Linked DNA regions of Hordeum vulgare: region 2 is linked to region 1. Evidence: chromatin contacts called from public Hi-C data. All regions are on one chromosome and are shown on one strand. Each heading gives the region's core, a stretch centred on a gene start, on an enhancer-like site or on the middle of the called end of the contact. The rest is flanking DNA. Distances are from core to core; before and after follow the strand shown. Region 1 holds the start of LOC123443121 (replication protein A 70 kDa DNA-binding subunit C-like). Region 2 holds the start of LOC123443280 (putative F-box/LRR-repeat protein 23).

Region 1 (4,909 bases), core at 1,091-3,590:
ATCGGGACAGTGCGAAGGGCAGCTCCGTTCTTAGCAACTGGGCCATTATTTGCATACGCTTGAGGTGGTTGCTGATACGATGGCTGTGCAGGACGCCCATAAACATTGCCAGGGGGGCTTATGCCCCCACCTGTGCCAGGAGCTGCAAACCTTTGGTTCTGATGGGAGTTGAGTGAAGGCCGCTGGGAATTTGGGTGCACCATATTGCCATTCACTGTGTTCTGCGCTGACATTGTACCATAAGATCCACCAGGCGACACGTTGTTAGGTCCAGGTTGGACTGTCCGACCAATAGAAGGGTCCACTGGGCTGTGAACACCATTGTAAGGCCGCTGAGAGTTTTGCTGCACCATATTGCCATTCATTGTGTTATGTGCTGACATTGTGCCATAAGATCCACCAGCCGGCACATTATTAGGTCCAGGTTGGACTGTCTGACGAATAGAAGGGTTCGCTGGGCTGTGAACACCACTGTAGGGTCCACCATACGACTGATTGTTAGTACTCTGCTCCACCTTTGGGACAACACCATTGCCCAGCATGCCAGGACCATTGGAATAGTTTCTGTTATTTGCTTGAGCAGCACTGGCCGGTAAGTTAGGCGCCTGTCCCGCAGATAAGCTCTTTTCATAAATCTTTGGCTTCCCGATCAAGTCACACTCACTTTGCAGAACCTCAAGTTCAACAACAATAATAATCCTGAATGAAACAGAGAAAATTGTCAGCTATCGGAAGTTCCCTGAAAGAAATCTGGTTAGTTATACCATAGGATTTTTGTTTTCTAGAAACAAAGTCAGGTCATACAGTGGTAGTTACAGAAAAGAATAGCAAATTGAAGACGAGGCTGGAGAATATAACAACAAAACACAGCCTTACAATTTATAAGATCCAGCCAGCCCATGCTATTTGCTAGTATATTCTAGAAATATGCATGTTTAATCACAGTCACAAGAACAAACAAGGTTCCAAACACTTATGCAAGTCCGATAACTCAGACATGACAGCACATGATGTAAACTGTTCCATTGGTTCAATTTTGCTTTAGCAGCATTGGCACAATATACAACACAAGCAAAATTAAAAACACGACGCCATGGGCTGATAAAATCATAACACAGCAAGGGTAGTTTCTTAAAGAACTAGGGTTCTTGGCACTGGAACTTGTTAATAACACATGAAAAGCATAGTGAATTTCATTGGATCAGGGTAGACCCGCAATAATACAACGACACGTCAAATCACGATGGGACAGGAAACCAAACTATATTTACAGGCCACGGAAAAGCGAGATTGCAGCTCGCAGGCTAATTCTTGGCGAGCTTTGCTACATCCACGGGCAATTACGGGCTGATGGATGTTACGGGATGATTAGTCAGTTTCTTATTGGAGATTAGGAAGGACGCGGGTCCACCCCTGAAAATCAGGGGGGCAGTTTTAGCATTGGATAAAAAAGGTCCGTAATTTTATGTACAAGTGGTCCGTAAGTCTAGCATTTTTTATTCTTGGCACACCAGCAGACATGAAAAGCTAAAAACATTCATCTAAAGAACACGGGGTCAAACAAGAAATTCCCCTCACTATATTCATCTAAATAACACGGGTTTCAGAGCTCATACGGGCGGACACTGCAGATTCGACATCTCTACATCTTTCGATTCATAATAAGTAGTGTAATAAGTTGCAAGAAACTAGCGCAAGATCCCATCGGCAACCCTAAATCTTTTGATTGATTCATAATAATATGTACCCCGGTTTTAGCGCCCCCGCGAATCGAACCGGAGGAAGGAAGCGGGCCAAGATCCAGTCTTTGTCGGGAGGAGAGAAATCGAGGGGGGGGAGGCGGGCGGACCTGCGGTTCTGGATGGTGTTGCAGGTGATGTCGAGGAGGTGGACGACGGAGCCGATGCGGAGGGCGCCGGTGTTGACGAGGTGGTTGTGGGTTGTGGCGAGCATGGACTGCTGGGAGTGGACGCCGTCGGAGAGCAGCATGCGGTAGCGCTCCGACAGGTGGCCGACGTGGTTCTTGGTGGTGACGGTGCGCAGGTCCGCCACCTGCAGCACCGGCTGGATGTTCCCCGGCCCGTCCGGCAGCTCCCATATCTCCCTCACCGCCCCCTGCGTCAGCCGCGGCGCCCCCTCCATCCCCTCGCCGGCGGGACGGGGCGGGGTTGGATTGGATTGGTTTCGGATCTGGGCGGGGGAGATGAGGAGAGGGAGCGGCGGCGGCGGCGGCGGCGGCTGGTTTGCGGGGGAAGGAAGGAAGGAGGCGGTTTGCAGGTGGGGTGGGGGTGGGTCTATGGACCGGGTGCAGAGCGTTTCGCGTTTTAAGTTTTCGGGTGGAGCGCCCCGCGTAGTGGGGGGAGCGTTTTCGGTAGAGAGGGAAACTGAAATTTCGATTGGCAGGGGTACAGGTTTCTTTTTCTCCTTTTTCTTCAAGTGTGAAGTCTTATCCCTCGCCGGCGACGACGGGGCCGACGATGTTGGCAACGGATTGGGGTTAGATCATTGTAACAAGGATGGAACGAAGAGAACCGAGTTAGGGAACGCCTTGGCAGCAAGGATGTTCGTGAAGGCCGATCGAGGCCGCCATCTAATCAAGCACTTTTCGCCGGCATTGTTCGATTTTTACATTCGGGCGTCGAGGGCCCTCGGGACATCGGTGTGGCCCCTTTGTTGGTGGCGAGGAGATATGTTTGATTCTCGAACGTGACAGGGTGTCCAGGTGATGGCGGTGTTATGACATTAGGGATAGGTCATCTTTGCCCGTGCACGCTCTCGTACTTGATGAGTGGGTGCCCATGGGTCTTAACGCGGGGCCTAGGGGATTTTCATGTGTCGATGGTCATCTAGCGATTCGACTTTGTGCGGTCATAGGGCTAGAGAAGCACAAACATTCCCTTGACCACATTTTTTCACTGTCGACTTTAATCCCGTCCTCGAAGAAGGTCGTAGTTGAAGTGTTGGAACAGATGCAATATCAGGGTCCCATAATTTAGGGATCCTCGTATTGCATCTGTAAATCAAAGTGTTGAAGTGATGCAATACCACAAGTAAAAGTTGTTGGCGCTGGACAACAACAATGAGCTGCACAAATTCACCGACACGGTAAATACGCACACTACACAACCCCTTCACTTGTGATGAACTTGAAGGGAAGCTTCAACCAACAAGCAAGCAACGGAATAGCACAAACAACCTGCACATGTGACACAAGATTTAACGTGGAAAAACCTTCTCAAGTTGAGGAGTAAAAACACCACGGCAATGGACCAACCGGTCCACACAACTTCACTGTGAGAATGATGAGTACAAAATCTTCTCTAGAACGTCTAGAGATATTTACAACACACTCTCCACGTTGCCAACCGACAACGGCAACAACAACAACAACAAGAGACAAGATTACATCAAAGCATGTTCATCCTAGCTAACTCTCTCCACAATTGTCCTGTTCATCCTATCAGCAACACCATTCAGCTTTGGTGTCTTTGAGGGAGTAAATTGATGCCTAATACCTTCCTCCTTGCAACATGCATCAAATGGCACAATATACTCTCCTTCATTATCAGTGCGAATGCACTTGATCTTCTTCTCAGTTTCTCTCTCAACTGAGGCTTGGAATTGCTTGAATACACCTAGTACTTGATCTTTGGTCCTCAAAGTGAAGGCCCAAACTTTCCTGGAAAAGTCATCAATAAAAGTCACAAAGTACTTTGCACCACCAAGAGATCTTACCGACATTTTACAAACATCTGAATGTATCAGTCCGGCTTCTCGGACTTCTTGTGAGGGGGTAGAGTCTTGAAGGCAACTATGTGTTGCTTCCCTGCTAGGCAATGTGAACATTCCTTGATGTGAACTCCTTTCACACCCTTCAACAATTTTTTCTTCAATAGCACCGTCATCCCCTTCTCACTCATGCGCCCAAGTCTCTTGTACCATAGAGCACAATGATCATCCTTCTCTAGGGCATTGACGGAAGCACTAAAGAGCTTAGTATGAACATGATACAAAACTGAGACTATTTTACCTCTTGCAAGAATCATGTTGCCTTTGGTGAGCTAGTATTGCCCTTTTCCAAAACTGCTCAAGTAATCATCTCCATCAAGCAAACCAACTGAGATAGTATTGAGATGAAGTGCCTCAACATGCCTCACAGACCTGAGGACTAACCTTGTACGTAACATTTGCAGTCTCCAAATGCACATCTCCTTTTCCATAGATGGTTGTCCTATCATTGTTCCCCATCTTCACAACACAAAAATCACCGGACATATAGTTAGTGAAGAGCTCCCTGCGAGATGTAGCATGAATGGTGGCACCGTTGTCTGGTATCCAAATCATCTCGTCACCGTCCACAAGGTTGACCGTTTCATCAGAAACAACAGTGATCCGCTCCTCAACAGTGGAACCAAATCTGCCCTCATTTTCTTCATGCATAACAAGCATGATCTCCTCGCCTACTGTAGTAACTCTGTTGCCCTCTGTGTCACTACCACTGTTAGCTTGCTTCTGATCTTTCTTCTTCTTTTTCTTTTTTCTTTCTTCCACTTGTCACATTGCCACTTAATGTGCCCTTCTGATGGCAGTGATGGCATTCATAATCATCATACTTGCCTCTTGATTTGCTCCTACCTCTTTTCGCCCCTTTACCTCGACCTCTGCTCTTGCTTCTCCCCTGGACTGAGTGACCAACACCTCTGAATGTGAGAAAAAACTAGCTTCAGCCACCTTTCTGGATTCTTCATTTAGTACCCTGGTTTTCACAAGATTCCAAGTGACAACTCCATTAGGTGCTGAACTTAAAACCGTGACCTTAAAGGTCTCCCAGTTGTCCGGTAATGAGCCTACCAGAAGCAAGGCTCTCACTTCATTTTCAAATGTTATTCCCATTGAAGAAAACTGATTT
Region 2 (4,924 bases), core at 1,327-3,826, 270 kb before region 1:
CTATCGCAAGAATCCATGATGCGTCAGAGAGCTTGCCTCCTCCAACAACCAATCACACACGACCGACAGAAACCAGCACAACACCTCCCGTCGTCGTAGCCGCCCCCCTCCTACCACCAATTGCAGCGCCGTCGTGCTGCCATCCTCCACACCACCGCAGCGGAGCAGTAGACCGGCCACAGAGCCTCCGCATGAGACCACACTGACCAGATCCATGCAGCCACCCAGGCACGGGTTCCCTCGTTGGTGGTCGTTGCTCCACCGCCCACAACTGATGTCGCAAGCTAGTCAACATTACTGCCATGGGTTAACCACAGGGGCACGGGGGAGACATCGTCGGCTTGTTGCGACATGTTTCATGTTGCAACCAAAAAAGGCCAACACAATGCATTTTACAGTCCGGTCACGTGATGAACAAAGCGAGACCATGTTGCAAGTTTTTGCCTGCTAGTTGGTTGCAACATGGGCCCTGTTGCAATGGGGCACCCCAATGTTGCTCCCATTTCAATGGGTGACCACAACATAATCCATGTTGCAATGGCAACGGTGCTATCCCATAACTCCAAACAAAAAATCGAATTGTTGTTCTCCCGGTAGATGTTTGGAAAAGAACAACCTCTCGACACGAAGATTGGTCCATACATTAGATCATCTACAATCGGATGCCACTTATCCGTCCCAAACGGTCGGGCAGCCTGCGCGGACACAAAATTGCCACCCAACTGGACACCCAAAACGCAGCACAAACGCCCGGGATGACTCGCAACCCCGTAGAAGTTTACATGCCACGCCTCGGGTTTGAAGTGTTTCCCATGTGGCGGTGCCATCTTGCGTCTGAGCTCCAACGCAGGACTACATTCGATGTGTATTTTTGTAGCCGAGCTCCAAAGCTCGTCGCCATCCGAGGTGTCATAGATTACCTCGGTCTGTGAAAATTTGAAGGAATTCATCCGACTTAAATGCCGGAATAGTCTTTTACGGAGCCAGCCATTCGCATTCGACCTATATGCCGGACTGCTTCCGAGGTGGTGCACCACCTCGGTCTCAGGCTATTTTTTGCGGAATTTATTTCCGATTGGTGTAATTTATTTACTACCGATATGTATAGACAGTAGCCCTCAAGGTATGTATCGGTCTAAAACCCGAGTTGCACCCGAAGGATAAAAATAAAACCGCTGATCCTAGTAGCTCCCGAGACACAGATATATTAGTGAAATCGGCCTCAGGATCAATTCCTTACTTGGCAGCATACTCTAAGAATTAAAACGCGGTTTGTAGTAGCCCCGGGACTCAGATTGGATGCGGCCGACCAACCTAAGGATCGTAATCTCCTCGAAAACTGTGTTGCCCTTGTTGTGTACGTTTTAACAACGCCAAGGTGCAGATTGACAGGAAAGATACCAAACTACGATTTGGAAAAGAATTTTCGGTTGGTGTAATTTAGTCTCCGATGAGCTATATAACCAGTAGCCCCCGAGACTTGGGTTGGGCAATCATATGCATGCATTGCCCCAAATTATTTAAATACAACTCATAAGAAACAATGCATTGGCATGATTCTATATCTTATCTTACCTACTAATAAAACAAACAGTGCTTCTTCCGTACGTCATCCAAATTGCCCTTAAAGTTGACTAAAATTACCCACCAATGCCACCTATAAGTCATAAAAACGTTTCAAACAGAAAAATCTCCGGACTGGGCCGGCCCATGTAGGCACCTCCTATATTACGCTATGGGCGTTGGAAAAAGATGCAGCACACCTGTTTGGGCCGGCCCATGTGTGGGCGCCTGTTTTTTTAGTTTAGTTTTTTTATTTTTCTTTTCAGTTCCATTTTGTTTTTCTACTTTAATTAATTTAGAACTTCAAACAACTTTTTTCAATTTTAAGAAACTGAGAATTTCAAAATAAAATATTCAGAAAAACATATTTTTTTGAGAATATTCAAAAACTACTCAGGAGTTTCGAAAAATGTTTGCATATAAAAAAATATTTAAACTTTGAGAAAATGTCCATAAAATAAAAAAGTCAATGATTTTAAACAAAAGTCCGTGTAAAAATCTTAAAAACAGTTCGTGCCTCTGTTTTTAGTCTCATTTTTTATTTTTATTTTTCTGTTCCATTTTTTAGTTTAAATAATTGAGAACTTTGAAAAACTTTTGCAATTTATAAAACTGGGAATTTTGAAATAAAAGTTTGAAGAAAATATAAAGTGTTTGTGAATTCAAAAAATGCTCAGGATTTTTGTAAAAATATTCGCATATTCAGAAAAATGTTCATAATTTTTAGAACAATGTTGGTGAAAACAATAAAAGTCCATGATTTTGAAAAAAAGTTTGTGTGTTATTTTTTGAGTGCAATTGAAAAAATGTTTACTAATTCAAAAAATGTTCATGCATTTTAAGAAATGTTCTAAAATTTTAAAGGCATTATATGATCAGCATCATTGGAGATTATAATTGTTTTTCTCCCGTTGCAATGCACGGGTCCTTTTGCTAGTTTTAATAAAAGACGATGCATTGACATAGGTCTGGGTCCTTCGGGACCCTTTTGTTAAAAAAAAAAGTTGGCCCTAGAGAGAGAGAGCAGAGTAAATTTATTTACCGGTGCATAATTGGCGAGTGAAGTCTGTCCTCGGAGCATCTCCTTCTCACCCACGCCGACCACCCCTCCTCCCCCGTCCGGCAAACCCTAGCCCGTCGCCGCCGCCAATGGAGGAGGAGGAGGAGGAGGAGGTAGAGATCCGCGACTGGGCGGGGATGCCGTCGGACGCGCTGTTCGCGGTGTTCGGGAAGCTGGACGTGGCCGACATCCTGGCGGGGGCCGGCCGGGCGTGCCGCGCGTGGCGCCGGCTCGCGGACGGCGACGCCGCGCTGTGGCGCCGCCTCGACATGACCCACCACGGCGACATCCTCGAGACCGAGGAGGCCGAGGCCATGGCCCGCGCCGCCGTCGACCGCGCCGCCGGCACCCTCCAGTCCTTCTGCGCCGACACCTTCGTCACCGACGCCCTCCTCGCCTACATCTCCTCCAGGTCTCTCGCCTCTCCCCTCTTCTACATCCCCTGCGATGGGGGATTTTTCTTCCTCTCTCCCCCGAATTTGCTGCCGCTGCTGCTAAATTAAAGTGCATACAACAACTTCTTTAACTGATGGCAAGTCTGTATTCTTTAATTTGTACGTATTCTCTAGTCTTTGTGCGATTCGATGTGCATAGAAAATGTGATGGCTGAATTCTGTCTACTCCGTTGCTTGGGACACAGTAATGTGTGTGGAGCAACACAGAAAATGTGTATGGAGTAGCGCGCCGAAGGTTTGTTTTCCTGGAGGGAATTGGCCTGTTCCCACTAATCTCAGCTAAGATCGGGATTTTTGAGACTGGTCAGAATGTGGGTATCAATGTGCTACTTGGATATAATATAGGGACCGACCGATCTCTAAAACATACAACGATAGGTGAGTCTCAGCATGGAGACTTTACAGGGGTAAAGGCCATCTGAACTTTGTTGTTGCTTTCCAGCAAATTACTTGATGTAAAGGTCTGTAGAAAACCAAATAGCCACTTTGACGGTTGAGTACCATTTTTTTTTCTGATAAAGATGTAGGTTGGCACTGTCCTGATGAGTGACTTCTATGTGTGTTTTTTCTGCTGGTGTTCTTCTCCCAAAGGTAGGCAGTTTCACCGCAAGATTGATGCGTGATTGAATTTGGCATTTCCTACAATCCTGCCTTCGGTAGCTGCAGACTTCTCTGTTAATCTTCCAGTAACTGTTTTTGGTTCATGTATCTTCCAGTACCTTTCACTTGTACACAGTTCTCTCTTGCATTTAGATTATCCAGAAACATGCAACCTTGGAAATTTTCACAATTTTATACAACAATCCAACCCATGTACTTCAGGATGAACGTTTTAGTGTGCCTGCACTTTTCATGTAGTTAACTTACATATTGGGGTGGGCCCACCACCTGGGTTCAAATCATCATTTACTCGAATTGGTTCATATTGATTATACTATTGGAGCCACCACTACAACATTTCCTTGCATAAAAAAAATTAAGGGCGTTACTGAATGCGCATCCAATTTGTAGATCTGTATCGCATAGTGTTAGCAATCAAATCAGCAACTATGCAGTGAAACTGTTACTGGCTACTTTCTGTTATGGTATTGCAACTGTTATAGGTATATCCCCTCACTGAAGCGAAACCACTAAGCTGTCCTTAACTCCATATTCTTGTGATCGTTTCTTTGCTTGGTAAGCGTAGTGGTAGTCAGAGTTGCTATTTTCTTATTGTTGTGTTGATCTTTTGGTGCATTGAAATAAACTGACCCCACTTCTTGACCACCTAAAACATGTCTCGTTGTCCTCTTCTTCTAATGGTTTCACTAGATGTGATATGTTTGGTTGGGCTTCCAGCCAGCTTCCGTCTACCGGCTTCTAAGCCAAAAGCTTCTATTTAGGGGCTTCCGGCTGCAGCTGTGGCTTTCGGCCTTGTCACAGCCATAGCCGAAAGCCACAGCTGCAGCCGGAAGCCCCTAAATAGGAGCTTTTGGCTTCGAAGCCGGAAGCCGGAAGCTGGCTGGAAGCCCAACCAAACACCCCCGTAGAGTTCAGACACAGTATCAAGTCATGTTGTCTTTTGTTTAGAACTGCATGCTGAAGTTCATTTGCATGCGACTGTAGTTAGATTTATTTGAAGACCATGATGAATCTAACAGCATGGAATGTTTTACTTTCACATGGTTATTTCAATCAGTTCTGTGATTCTAGTGTTATTTCTTGTCATGATCTTGGAAAGCATGATTGGGTTTGGCATTAGTGTAAATGTTTGTGTTAGATAAGAACTTGCCAGGTCTCAATGCAGGGCATCCTTGCTGAAGAGCCTTCAACTGAGCCTGTGTGATGAAGTATCCAACGAGGCACT

What was found. Hi-C and Micro-C count contacts between places; a contact is called where the count stands out from the background.
Region 2: a Hi-C map of leaf shows a contact between it and region 1, with 4 times the contacts expected there. The contact joins the promoter of LOC123443280 here to the promoter of LOC123443121 in region 1. A contact is called at or near these places in 2 of 6 Hi-C or Micro-C datasets (leaf and seedling).

What each region holds. Positions count from the first base shown.
Region 1 is chr1H:10,552,001-10,556,909 of MorexV3_pseudomolecules_assembly, reverse strand. LOC123443121 (replication protein A 70 kDa DNA-binding subunit C-like) reads right to left here and starts at 2,340. Exons shown (of 2, transcript XM_045119430.1): 1 at 1,850-2,340; 2 at 1-699. The coding sequence starts at 2,142.
Region 2 is chr1H:10,826,315-10,831,238 of MorexV3_pseudomolecules_assembly, reverse strand. LOC123443280 (putative F-box/LRR-repeat protein 23) reads left to right here and starts at 2,576. Exons shown (of 2, transcript XM_045119649.1): 1 at 2,576-3,035; 2 at 4,865-4,924. The coding sequence starts at 2,713.